3 separate regions of the Mus musculus genome follow, and all the other regions are linked to region 3. Evidence: chromatin contacts called from public Hi-C and HiChIP or PLAC-seq data. All regions are on one chromosome and are shown on one strand. The core of a region is the stretch at or near the end of the contact, and the rest is flanking DNA. Distances in the headings are between cores, read along the strand shown.

Region 1 (3,852 bases), core at 1,138-3,637, 220 kb before region 3:
TGGCAGATGGTGGATTTCATGCAATGACGTGAGCAAAGGCCCCTCTATTTCCAGCCTGGAGCAGCGAGGCTGTTTTCCTTGCACTCCAAGCTGCAACTCTGGGGCGGGAGTGGGAGGAGCCAGGGAAGCTTGGGGTGAGGGGTGCTGGACCAGGAGGGGGGAAGAACAATGAGTTGGCCTTTGTCCCAGGCTCCTAGTCAGGGAAAGGGGGACCAGGGCAGTTTGACAAGCCTGGGGTAGGTGTAAGGGACAAGACCTGCCATCCACCACCTGAAAATCTAGTGCTTTAATAAGCCAAGGCTGATATTAGACCTCGTGTGCTGAGGGGACCTCAGAGAGATGGGCCAGAATGGCCAAGTGGGGGTTATTGATGGAATGTCTCTGCAGGCTCCGATCTGAGAGAGTAAAACTGAGTTATGAAATAGGACCAGATTAATGAAAATGCATCCAGAACAGCCCATTCCATCTGCCTTGATTTCCACCCAGCACTTGGCACCTTCTGACCCAAATATGTTGATGGCGGGTGGCTTCTAATGTCCCACACCCAGCTTTTCCCACCTCCAAAGACAGAGGAAAAAAAGTGATTTATCACATAATAATATCAGGAATATCAGTCCACCTCTGGACCACTCTCTAGGGTCCCTAAGGGAATTCTAGGCATGGCAGGTTGCAGGAAAATATCAGGGATTAGGAGTCTTCTACCGGGGCTTCCTTAGAAAGGCCTCTACTCTTCTTTCCACTTTCTTCCTTGCTTTTCTCCCTCCCAGCAGGCTGGTTTCCCGATTTCCCTGCCATTTCTTGTCCCACCCACAAAGGAGTACTCGAAGCTCCTTCTCCTCTATATGACTTCTCCCAGCTCCCCACTCCTGTACACTGTACACTGTACAACTGTACACTGGTGGCACTGGTTTCCTCCTTAGAAGCTTCATATTCCTTATGGAAAATATGTTGCTTATAAAAAAAAAACTAAAAAAAAATCACCCATTATTTGGACAAATATTCTCCTAGTCTTGTTCCTCCTTCCTGTTTATTATGTGTATTTTAATTGACAGTAGGCTGTATTTATCCCTTTCTGGGGAGAGGGGAGGCTAGGGGGCTCATGTCAGGCTATGTGGTTAAGCACAAAAGAGGCTGGTTATCACAGTGGTTAGTTGTGGCTGAGTGCTGGAGTCTAGCTGGGTTTAAACATGCAATCCAGAGACCTGAACAGTGGCTGTAGGTGTTTCTGCGTTTAGAATATGTGATTGTCACCAAGCCTTTATAATTTAATTTTGTTTTTCCTTTCTGGTTGCATGGTGCAGTTCCTGCATTCAGTGATACCCACTTCCATATTTACCACCCTAAGCATCTTCCTAGGTTTACAAACAGCCATCCCCTAGGGTAGCATAATGCCCCCAGCCAACAATGCCCAGAGAAAGGAACCCAAGATCTGATGGTAGGAGATGTGTTTATTTGCCCCATGGCTTGCTGAGTGGGGGACAGTAGTAATCAGGTGTGCTGACATTGCCCTTCCTTTGGTCATTCAGCGGGGGACCTTGAGACAAGCAAGACGTCCTGGACATGCTCAAGTGGTCTTATTCAGGGGACTCCAGGCAGGTACCCTATTGGGTGACAGGCATCACCATGGCCTATACTCCCTAGGCATCCTAACCAGCTAGGTGCCTCTGTTGCTCCTGCACAGAGACTCTTTACGCCCACCCAGGACCTCGTAGTGGCCGGACTGCACTCCCACAGCGAGCGTGCGGGTCTTCAGGGCACCTCCACTTTTGCCCCTTTTGTCCCGAAGGGTGTGTCCTTTTGCCCACCTGGTTGGTGGGGAGAGTTGCGTCTCCTGTCATCTCTGCTTGCCCTGCAGGCTGGCAGGAGGGGCATGGTTGGAACCGAGTCCTCAGCTGCCTGTTTGCACTGGCAGTATCCCCTCCTGGGCTTCTCCCAGCATTACACCGGTGGGAGGCAGGGAGGGCACCACACTCTTAGTAAGCCGAGGAATCCCCTCCTGGTGGCTGTGAAGGGGATCAGAAGGGGGCGAGGCTCTCCAGTGGCTGCCTTTTAGTTTTCCAGGGAGGCGCCATCCTCTCAGCTCAGTGGTGGAGATGGAGGTGCTCACCAATCTGTTCTGGGGACAGCGCATCTCTTCTCCCCACCCTGCCCTTGACGGTGTGTGTGGAGAGCCCAGGTCCCTTGGCAACCAGTCACCCCAGCCTTCCCTGTGAGAGGACCTGAGGTGATTCTCCTCCCAGCTGCTTGTGCCTCTTGCCTGGCTGCCCTAAGCAAGTTGCTTTGTCATTTTGCAAAAACACCTTCCACCCTCCCCACCCCGCCCCCTAGTCTGTTTCAGAAATGGCATTGACTCAGACCTGAGTCACAAGAGAATGTGGGCCCTGGCCCTCTCCTAAGGTTCTGCCCTAGCTGCGGCCAGCTCTCCACCCACGTCCCCGAAGCCTGCTGGACTCACAAGCTACCTCTTGGCTATCTAGCCCGATGGACGGGCTACCCTCAACCGCCTTTCCACCTCCCAGGGCCAGCTCTTCCCTGACTCCCCTAACCTTCCATCCCAAGTGCTGCAAAGGCCGAGAGTCTCTAACTCCTGTGGGCTACAGTCTTTTTCTCTGTCCCTTGTCCCCACCCCAACCCCCCTCCCCCCACCCCCACCCCCAGGCAGGACACCTGCCTCTGGCTTTCCCAAAGAGAAGACAGGTGTCTGGGGTCAGTGCAGGAGCCTGGTGCTCAGGAAAGGACACACAGTATCTCCAGGTGGATGACCAGTATGCATTGCCCCTCGGGACCTTGGGCCAGCCACCTCCTCCTCTGACTACCCTTCCTTCACCCCTCCCACCCCTCCCCAGCTCTGGGTTAGAAGGTGCCACACGACTCTATTTTTAGTCCCACCAGGCTGCCTGCTAGGAGCAGTCTCCATCTGCAGCACTCAGAGCCCTTCGCAAATGCTAATGAATGGGAGTGCTTCCTCCCAGTGACAGAACTTGAGCAGGTACTTCACCCTCCCCAGCTATGTTGTAGCAGGGGAAACTGAGGCACGGGGTTAGGGTTTGGAGATGTGATCCAGGCATTCACCCAGAAAAACCTTAAGTTTCCTACACCTTTTGTGGCTTCAGCCTTTAGGTCTTGAGTTACATTCACAGGCTGGGCAGTACATATGCTCAAAGACCAATCAAACTCCTAGGACAGATGAGCCCAGAAACTGATCATCTCCACTCCATCTGCAGTCCCTCGCTGGGGGTTCAGTGATGTTTATGGTCTGCTCATAATCCCATTTGGCTTCCTGGAGGAGATGAGGCCCGCCCACCCGAGTCCAGGCTGTCTTTGAGAGGAAGAGTGTTAAGCAGGAGGCAGAGGCAGAGGGCACGAGGTCAGTCCTTACACAAAAGGAGTCGCTGCTGCTGAAAATGTGCTTTGTGTGGAGATGGGGGGCAAGGACATCAGCCTGGGTGGGCTGGCATGGGCTAGCTGAAGTGGGTTTGATAATCATGGTGGTGGCTGTCAGGAGGATGTTATTGGTAGGTTAAGAGGCTCCTGCAGTAATGTAGGCAGATGATAACTACGCAGGGCAGGCATCCCGGAGAGAAGCCACAGAGAAGACAAGTGTTTCGAGAACCCTCTCTCTGACAGTCACTTAGCCAGGGCTGCTGGTGGCACAGCCCCCTTTACCCTGTGGCCTGCTATCAGGCAGGCATTTCCCTAGGACCTCAGGCAGGCCTCCTCACACAGGTGGAAGGAATTGCCTTTCCTTTCTGAGCTGGATGCCTTGGAGTTCCAGGGAGGTAGGTGCCCCGCCTGCCTTCCGGCTCTGCCATGGCAACCAGAGGCCAGGCACGTCTTGTGAGTTTCTGAATG
Region 2 (4,112 bases), core at 1,350-3,849, 210 kb after region 3:
TTCCTGTGCATCACATTTATGCAGCAACCCACGGAGGGTACTGTATCTGTGGGAAATGGAGCTGCAAGCAGTTCTGAGCTGCCACGTGGGTGCTGGGAATTGAACCTGGGTTCTCTGCATGAGCAGCCAGTGCTTTTAATCACTGAGCCTGGGCCATCTTTCCAGCTCCTGGAGACACAATTTGCAAACAGAAGCCAAAGCAATTTCCCTTAAAGTTCCTGCTTTTACTAGCGTGATTAGAAAAACCTTGCCCAAGGCTAGCATGGGGTTCACTTTTCCTAAGCCAGGCATGGGGGTACACATCTGCAACCTCAGCACTTGGAGCAGATGGCATGAAGCTCTTCATGGAGTCAAGGCTAGCCCAATCTACACAGCAAGTTTCAGGCTAAGAGGTCGATGGAGAGACTGACAAAAGGGAGAAACAACAACAAAGACTTTGTACTCTGTAGTTACAGACATTTGAATTTCTTGCATTTAAAAACTTTAATCTCTAATCCACCTAGAGTTTACTTTGGCTTAAGAAAAATCTAATTTCGTTTTTCTAAATAATTAGCTGGTTATCCCAATATTGCTAAAGCATAGTGTCTATTATTTCTTTATCCTAAAGCACATATACTCCTTTCTAAAGCTCCTTGTGGAGTTCAGGCATCCTGAGGCTCAGGGACCTGGAAGCCAAAGTCAAGTCATCAAGCTTGGTGTCGTTTACCTACTGAGCCATCTCATCAGCCCTTAGCGTCTTCCCTGCCCCAAGTCACTGTGTAAGCCAGGCTGACCTCAAACGCACCGAGATCCACCTGCCTCCTGGACTAGAGGCATGGACCACCTCACTCTTTTCTAAAGTTTTATCTTGAGATAGGATCTTGCTTACTAAGGCCTTAGATTCGATCCCATGGTACCACCCCCAGACAGACAACAAATCACAACCTACCAAAGAAAAGCAATCTAAGTGTGCAGCAGAAAGGACTGCTACTATGAACCCGCGTAACGACATGCATCCAAAGGTGAGGAGTTAGAAAAGACTCTGGGCCAGCAAGATGGCCCAGTGGGTAAAAGTGCCTGGGACACAAGCCAGGTGATCTGAGTCTAACCCCTGAAACTCACTTACATGGGTAAATGGAGAGATCACCCTCCAGAAAAAGAAAAATGTTCTCTGATTTCCACACATGTGCCATGGCAAATGCACTCCCCATCGTACATACACATATAAACTATTGCTAAATAAACATAAGAGCTAAGAGTGCTCCCAGTCACACAGACCTCAGCCTGACCCTGGATCCCACATTATCAACTTCGAGGATCTAAGTCAAGACACAAGCCGATGGGACTTGGTTACCTTACAGCGAGAAGCAAAGGCTGGAATGGCCCCTCCCTCGGAGTAGCCAAAAAGGTGAGATACAGAATAGAAACATAGTACTTGCTATGCCACTCAATAAATGTTAGTTGTCTAGAGACAGAGTAACATAGACAAGAGAAATAAAGAAGGTCTAGAGATACAGCTCAGAGCTGCAACACTCTAGTGGTCCCTCAGCCCCAACCCTGCACTTCCTACAGGGACACCCTGCACCTGGGACGTCTGATCAGGGATGTCAGATGGGGGCGGGGGGGGGGGGCGGCTCTCAGATCTGCAACATCAAACGGGCAGGTGGGTAGCAGGAAGCCTAGGGTTGGGCTCTGAACCAGAGCATCCAGGCCTGCTTTCTGTCACAGGGCTGAAGAGCAGTATTTTTCTCCTCCCTCCTCTTGTTCATAGGTTCATGAGCCAGATTCTACAAAGGTTGTCTCCCTGCATAAGCTGAATGGTACCCACAAATCACCTCCATGGGAAACCTCAGGAATGTGATCTGAGTAAGAAGTGGGGCCTCTGCTGATGAAGTCAGGCAAGGATGTTAAGAGTAAAAGCATCAGGGGGTGGGTGGCTATGGGGGACTTTTGGTATAGCATTGCAGATGTAAATGAGCGAAATACCTAATAAAAAATGGAAAAAAAAAAAAAAAAAAAAAAAAAAAAGAGTAAAAGCATCCTGGAATCTGGATGGGCCCTAAATCCAATGGCTCTCGTCATTATCAGAAAAAGGGGAGGAGATGGGGACATACACACACACAGAATTAAGGAAGGTGGTAGAAGGACCAAAACAGAGGCTAGTGTTATGTAGCCACAAGCCAGGAAGTACCAAAGGTCCCTTCCCCACCTACTGTGACTACTCCTCCCACCCCCAAACCCCTACCTAGACCTGAAGCTGAAGACATCAGGAAGGATTCTTTAACAGGAAGAGCTGTTGGAGCAGAGCCCCACCCACACTTGATCTCAGCCTTCTGACTCCAGGAACTACAGAGAACACCGTGGTGGTTGGAAACCACCAACCTCCGGCAACCTGTCAGGAAAGCGAGCTCTAGGTAAATACTTTGGTGTTGGCATCAAGGCGGGATCACTTTAGTCAGGTTTATAGTTCTAAGATGACTCCTGTGACCCTTGCCTTCTTTGTGGGCAGCACCTGTAATTGAGATGGCACTCCTGCGTCATACCTGCAGGGAGGCTGCAGCTGGTGGCTGACAGATAGGAACTGAGACTGGTGGAGGCCCTGGCCAGCACGTAGCAGGTGGAGGTAAGAGAATCAAGAGTTCAAGGGCATCCACAGCCTCACAGTGAGTGCAAGGCCAGCTCGGGTTACAGGAGACCCTGCTTCAAAAGTTAAAAGGGAGAGAGGGAGCTGGCCTTGTGCCTACACTGGTAGAGTGCTTGCCTAAGATAAACAAAGCCCTGGCTTCCATCCTAAACACAATCTGTGTGGTGGCACCTGCCTGTGATTCCAACAATGGTGGTGAAGGAAGAAGAATCTGAAGTTCAAGGTTTAAGGCCTGCCTATGATACATGAGACCCTGTCCCAGAAACAAAAACAAGAGATATTAGGAAATAGGGAGAGAGGGTTTTCTAGGAACTGAATGTGGTCCCTGGCTAGCAACCAGAGGAAGGGAAAATCCATCCTACATCAACAAGGAGCCGACTTCTTTCCAACCTTGCAAGCCACCCTCCCAGAAAAGAACTTTGGTTGGCACTTCGACTTTAGCTTTGTAGGGCTCTTAGCAAGCTAGACTGGCCAAGAGGAATGGGAAATCACAAAATGGGTGATCACAAACCTATAGTGTTGCACTAACGTGCCTGCCACACACTTCCATTTCCTAAAAGTATGAATGGCAAGTTCTGGTCACAGGTGGTGGTGGCCCCAAGCTGAGCAGGTCTCTGAGCTCCCCCCTACTCTGGATGAACCTCCATTAGCCCGTCCTACTGACAACATCACGCACATGACTACTAGAGTAGTGAGGGCAGAGGACACTCAGGATAGTGGTTTCTGACTATGGCTGGTGTTGATTAGCTTTCACGCAGGCGGCCCCTCTGGCCTTTTAACATCAGGTTACAGTATGTTCTATGAGTTACAATACTACTGAAGCTATGAAGTTAATAAGACTATTGCTTAGGACATATGCCAAGCCAGGCAGTGTCACCTGCCTACAAAGCCAGCACTGAGGGGACACTGAGGCAGGAAGATGGGTAAGACTGAATCCAGCCTGGGTTTTAAACAGAGATCCCATCTCAGAAGAGAGACGTGGACTGGGGAGATGGCTCAGCAGGTAAGAGCACTGGCCTCAAGCCTGACCACCTGAGCTGCATCCTCAGAACCCACAAGAGAAGGCAAGAACTGGTTCTAGCCAATTATGCTCTGACCTCTGCACGGGTGTGCGTGTGAGCGCATACAAGCAGTTGATCAATGTAAAAAGAAAAACTTCAAAGATAAATGTAGCAGTTACTTAGTGTCTTCACTGCTAAGCCTTCCATTTTTCTCCTAAGTTCTAATTTAAAAGGATATACACACATACATATATACATACATGCATACACACATACATACATGCATGCATGCATACATACACGCATACATACATGCATACATACATGTCTGAGTATGTGTATGCCTCCCTTTTCCCATTTCTATCTCCTCTGTGGATACCAGCCAAAACTCTAAGCAGACTTGTCCCAGACACTCTGGCTGGTTTTGTTCTCTTTTCCTGAAGACCCTCCCCACACTCTTTCCGCAGCTGCCTGTGAATCTCTATAGC
Region 3 (3,819 bases), core at 905-3,404:
TGTTGAGGCTTTTCAGTACCAAATTTATGGTCATATCCTATGAGAAGCAGAGGTTGGGAAGCGCACCTCCTGTGATATGTGAGCCTACTGAAGACAGCCTAAGCATTCAGATGTTCTCTCAGCTCAGGTGCATGGGAAAGGCTGGCCTCAGCCACCGACTGGCATCAACTGGCTTGTTCCTGACTTCCGTTAGCTTGCTTTGTCACGCTCTCTGGGCTCACCTAAATAAGGTGACTCTTGTGGTCCTAGGTCACCAGCTATGTCTGTCCACCCGAGTGTCCAGAGGCGTTGAATCTCTTGGCTGTTTGTCTGTATCACAGCAGGCTGTCAGAACTCCTGGCTGGTACAGTGGGCACTGCATGGTATGGTAGGAAAGTCTTGCCCAACAATGAGGCCAACAACACGTCCTCATGGCTTTGTAGTCAAGGAAGTTGCCCCATTTTCTCACTCCCAAGAGACCTGCTTGTAGAGTTACCTCACCTCCACCCCTCATCTGTGTCAAGAAGAACATTTACTCTTGCCTGCCCCCCACCTCAAAAGTGGCTCTTCCCTGCGCCTGTCCAAGATAGGATGGCCTTTCATGGGGGAAAGGTAGCCTTGATGATGGTTACACACAAATGCCAAAACTTTTCAAACACAGCCTGCTCTGCGTGGCCAGTCGTCTGAGTAGTCACACCATACTCCTTTTCAGTTGTGTTAGGTAGGAGCGGCTGGGACCATCTTTCTAAAGCGTGCTTTTTCCATTTGTTCTTTTAATGGGAGAACCATTCCCTTTGTGTTTCCTCACGGTGTAAAGGAACCCTTAGCCAGGATCTTTCTTTTTTGTCTCCTGCCAGTGGCACTGTGACATAGTAGAGAAGGTGTTGACAAACATGGATACTCATAGCCCTTTCCAGACCATCACTCCCTGGCTGTGGCCCTGCCTTCCCCTGTTGGTTTGGTTTGATTTGGTCTTTAGTGTATACAGTCGGATTCCAGCCCTGCTGACCTCGTGCTGAGGCTCCGCAGCAGGACAGGGAGCACCGGCAATCACAGCCTAACATCTGGGTCTGGGGAGAGCTCTCAGTACTGTCTGTGCCCCACGCCATCCCACCTGTACAAGCCCCAAAGCCTCAGAGCCTTATGAGACTGGCACATAGTAGGTGTGTCGCACATGTGTTTGAGTACGTAGTGACTGGGACACACCCCCACATGAGAAGCCTGTTTCCAACCAGGCTGTGCCCAACAGGTTCAGCAGCATATTCCCAAGCCTCAACATGGCGGTGAAGCGGCGGGAGCAGGCCTTGCAGGACTACGGGAGGCTGCAGGCCAAGGTGGAGAAGTACGAGGAAAAGGAGAAGACTGGCCCCGTGCTGGCCAAGCTCCACCAGGTACAGGGGAGACGCAATAGGCTAAATGGAACAACCATTGCCACGGGGTCCTCCTTTCAGGACCTGCGGAACCAGGATACTAGCTATTTCCACCCACCCTGCCCCCTTCAGTGACAGCCCTGACTCCAAGGTCTTGTTCCCCAGGCCCGAGAAGAGCTACGTCCTGTGCGGGAAGACTTTGAGGCCAAGAATAAACAACTCCTGGATGAGATGCCGCGGTTCTATGGCAGCCGACTTGACTATTTCCAACCCAGCTTTGAGTCCCTGATCCGGGCACAGGTGAGACAAGGCTTTTCCCTTGGGGAATCATCTTTGTAGGAACCCAGTTCCCGTTAGACATAGCCATGCTCTGCACAGACAGCAACACCTCCCTGCACCAGGCTCTATGAAAGTTCATGTGTTGTCCTAGTCAGCCCTGGTGCCTGGCACTGATACTGTACTGGAACTTCTGTTGGGTATCCTCCATTGGCAATCCACTCAGTCCCAACCCTATGATAGACAGGGTTCCTTTTTGTTTAACTCTTCGCCCCTTGAGTTCTTCCTCCCTTGCTTAATTAAGCAAGCAAGAAAAGCCCTGATTGCATCTTTAGCTACCACTTTGACTGAGCAGATCCTTTGAGAGGCCAGTAGTGACTGCTTGTGAGCCCAATAGGAGAGTTCCATTAGCCAGAGACCACAGGAGTCTTAACTTTCAGTTTCCTAGGGAGGGGTCCTGAATAGGCTCTGAAATGCTGGCCACTAGATATGAAGTGCCCCCTCGTGGAGAACAAATGGGAGTGCAGACCAGTATGGGGGTGGCAGCCAGAAAGAGGGTAAAACCCAGTCGGAGCCCAGTGTCTCCTGCTGCTGGGTCCAATTGGGATGGCATGCAGCAGGCTCCTGCCCTCCTCTCGCTGTTCATCTTCAGGCTTGTTCTCACCACTGGCAAGGTGGGAGAGGCAGTGGTACTGGAGCCAGGAGCAGGGCTTCTGCACACAGACCTCCTCACTGATCGCGGGTATTGGCTTCCATCTCTGGACTCCAACACTCTCTGGCCACCAAGCTAAGGCTTCTTGTCCACAAATTCTGCCTGCCCTGCTTCTTGTCTTAGCTGCACCTCTGCTGCCCTCCAGTGGACATCATCATTCCCTGTTGCTTTCCTAGCCACAGGGGCCATGGTAAAGCCTGATTCCCACTTCCCAGCCTTCATTTGGAATGATACCCAAAGCCATGGCGTAGAATGCCCATCAAGAAGCCCAGGCAAGGTTTGGACTGGAGCCTGGACTTGCTAGTGACACGTTTTCAGTCCGGTGCTCTCTAGGGAGTGAGACAGACAACAGAAGCGGGAGGATGCTCTCCTGTAGTCCCTGCAGGTGAGGGCTGCCTTCCAGCTGCTGCACCCTCTGTTTGGATGAGGCCTGGATTTACAGGAGATCTTGGCCTGCTCTCTTTTGCTGACACCTGCCTCTGCTTCTAGTGAGCTGCATACACCATCCCCACCCCCAGATCCTTAGAGGAAGCTGCAGGGTGCCCAGGCTATGGGGTACCCCGTAACCAAGCAGCAGGGTAGCCAGGGTTGTTTACCACCTCTCCCTGTGCCAGCCTCCTTCTCACCCGGCTGCTGCTGCTATTAGTCACTAGAGAAGTGCGCATTCCAGATGACTCAACAGGCATTGTGTCTTAGGCAGGGATTGGGGGCGGGGGTACCTGGCCCGCTACAACTTAGCTGGGGATTCTAAAGAGACTTCCTAGGATACCATGTCCCACTGGCCCTTGCTGCACAGCCACCCTCCCAGTCCCCATCGTCTGGTTTCTTAGATGGAAGGAGAATCCTAGAGACATCTCAAAGTTGAGGTGCTTGAAGAATGGGGACACTTTGATGAGATGTGATGTCACATCAGGAAGTGGAAGCTGAGGCAGAAATGGCCTCTAGCCTCTGTGGAAAAGTCGCCATCTATCACATAGAGAAACCCCTCCACTCTTGGACCTGCCTCCCACCTCTCACCCAGTCACTCTCACCACATCAGTGCTGCTTTTCTTCCAGGCAACTTAACCTAGATGTGATAACTAGCAAAACTGGGAAGGGGTGGGATCTGGGGAGCTGACACCTCCCTTAACTGGACTTCTAGGGCCAGCTCTCAAGACTTGGGGAGCCAATGTCTGCTGGGTTCTTCTTCCATGACCAAAAGCCCCTGGCTCCTCTCCTTGCTTAGAAACAGCAGTAAGCCCCAGGCCTGCCCTTGCCCACATACTGCCCTCTGGCACCCTCAAATGTAGTCTCCCTGCCCAATCTAGCTATTTTGGTCTTGACAAACCTTTCTCTGTGGTATATATTTCCAAAAGCCCCAGCTGTGGTTCCCTACCCCTAGACTGCTGAGGGATAGATAGATAGGGTGAGGTCTAAGAGGCAGTGATGGAACAAGTGAGAGACACACCCCACCGCCTTCAGCCAGAGCAACCCACAGACCCA

The links. Hi-C and Micro-C count contacts between places; a contact is called where the count stands out from the background. HiChIP or PLAC-seq counts read pairs in DNA pulled down with a chosen protein or histone mark.
Region 1: a Hi-C map of embryonic fibroblasts shows a contact between it and region 3, with 4 times the contacts expected there. The contact joins two enhancer-like sites. A contact is called at or near these places in 2 of 15 datasets of contacts at CTCF or cohesin (the NIH/3T3 cell line and large pre-B cells), 14 of 484 Hi-C or Micro-C datasets (the 3T3-L1 cell line, B cells, the N1E-115 cell line and 9 more), 2 of 115 datasets of contacts at active chromatin or transcription factors (acute myeloid leukemia and bone marrow-derived dendritic cells) and 2 of 9 other capture datasets (adipose tissue and liver).
Region 2: a contact with region 3 is called in a FOXA1 HiChIP or PLAC-seq map of pancreatic cancer cells. The contact joins two enhancer-like sites. A contact is called at or near these places in 1 of 115 datasets of contacts at active chromatin or transcription factors (pancreatic cancer cells) and 2 of 9 other capture datasets (adipose tissue and liver).

Annotation. Positions count from the first base shown.
Region 1 is chr14:69,909,569-69,913,420 of GRCm38.p6, forward strand. The region is part of intron 3 of Pebp4 (phosphatidylethanolamine binding protein 4); the gene reads left to right. Among named protein-coding and RNA genes, the nearest start is that of Pebp4, 71 kb to the left of the region's middle. Within about 2 kb of position 2,388, at least 61 of the 459 cell types and tissues checked have an H3K27ac peak or open chromatin away from gene starts, as enhancers often do. A contact at or near this core is called in the NIH/3T3 cell line and embryonic fibroblasts, where this site is marked.
Region 2 is chr14:70,338,937-70,343,048 of GRCm38.p6, forward strand. The region is part of intron 1 of Slc39a14 (solute carrier family 39 (zinc transporter), member 14); the gene reads right to left. Among named protein-coding and RNA genes, the nearest start is that of Slc39a14, 10 kb to the right of the region's middle. Within about 2 kb of position 2,600, at least 69 of the 459 cell types and tissues checked have an H3K27ac peak or open chromatin away from gene starts, as enhancers often do. A contact at or near this core is called in pancreatic cancer cells, where this site is marked.
Region 3 is chr14:70,133,222-70,137,040 of GRCm38.p6, forward strand. It overlaps Bin3 (bridging integrator 3), which reads left to right. Exons shown (of 9, transcript NM_021328.4): 7 at 1,229-1,370; 8 at 1,515-1,649. Among named protein-coding and RNA genes, the nearest start is that of Ccar2, 19 kb to the right of the region's middle. Within about 2 kb of position 2,155, at least 75 of the 459 cell types and tissues checked have an H3K27ac peak or open chromatin away from gene starts, as enhancers often do. A contact at or near this core is called in the NIH/3T3 cell line, embryonic fibroblasts and pancreatic cancer cells, where this site is marked.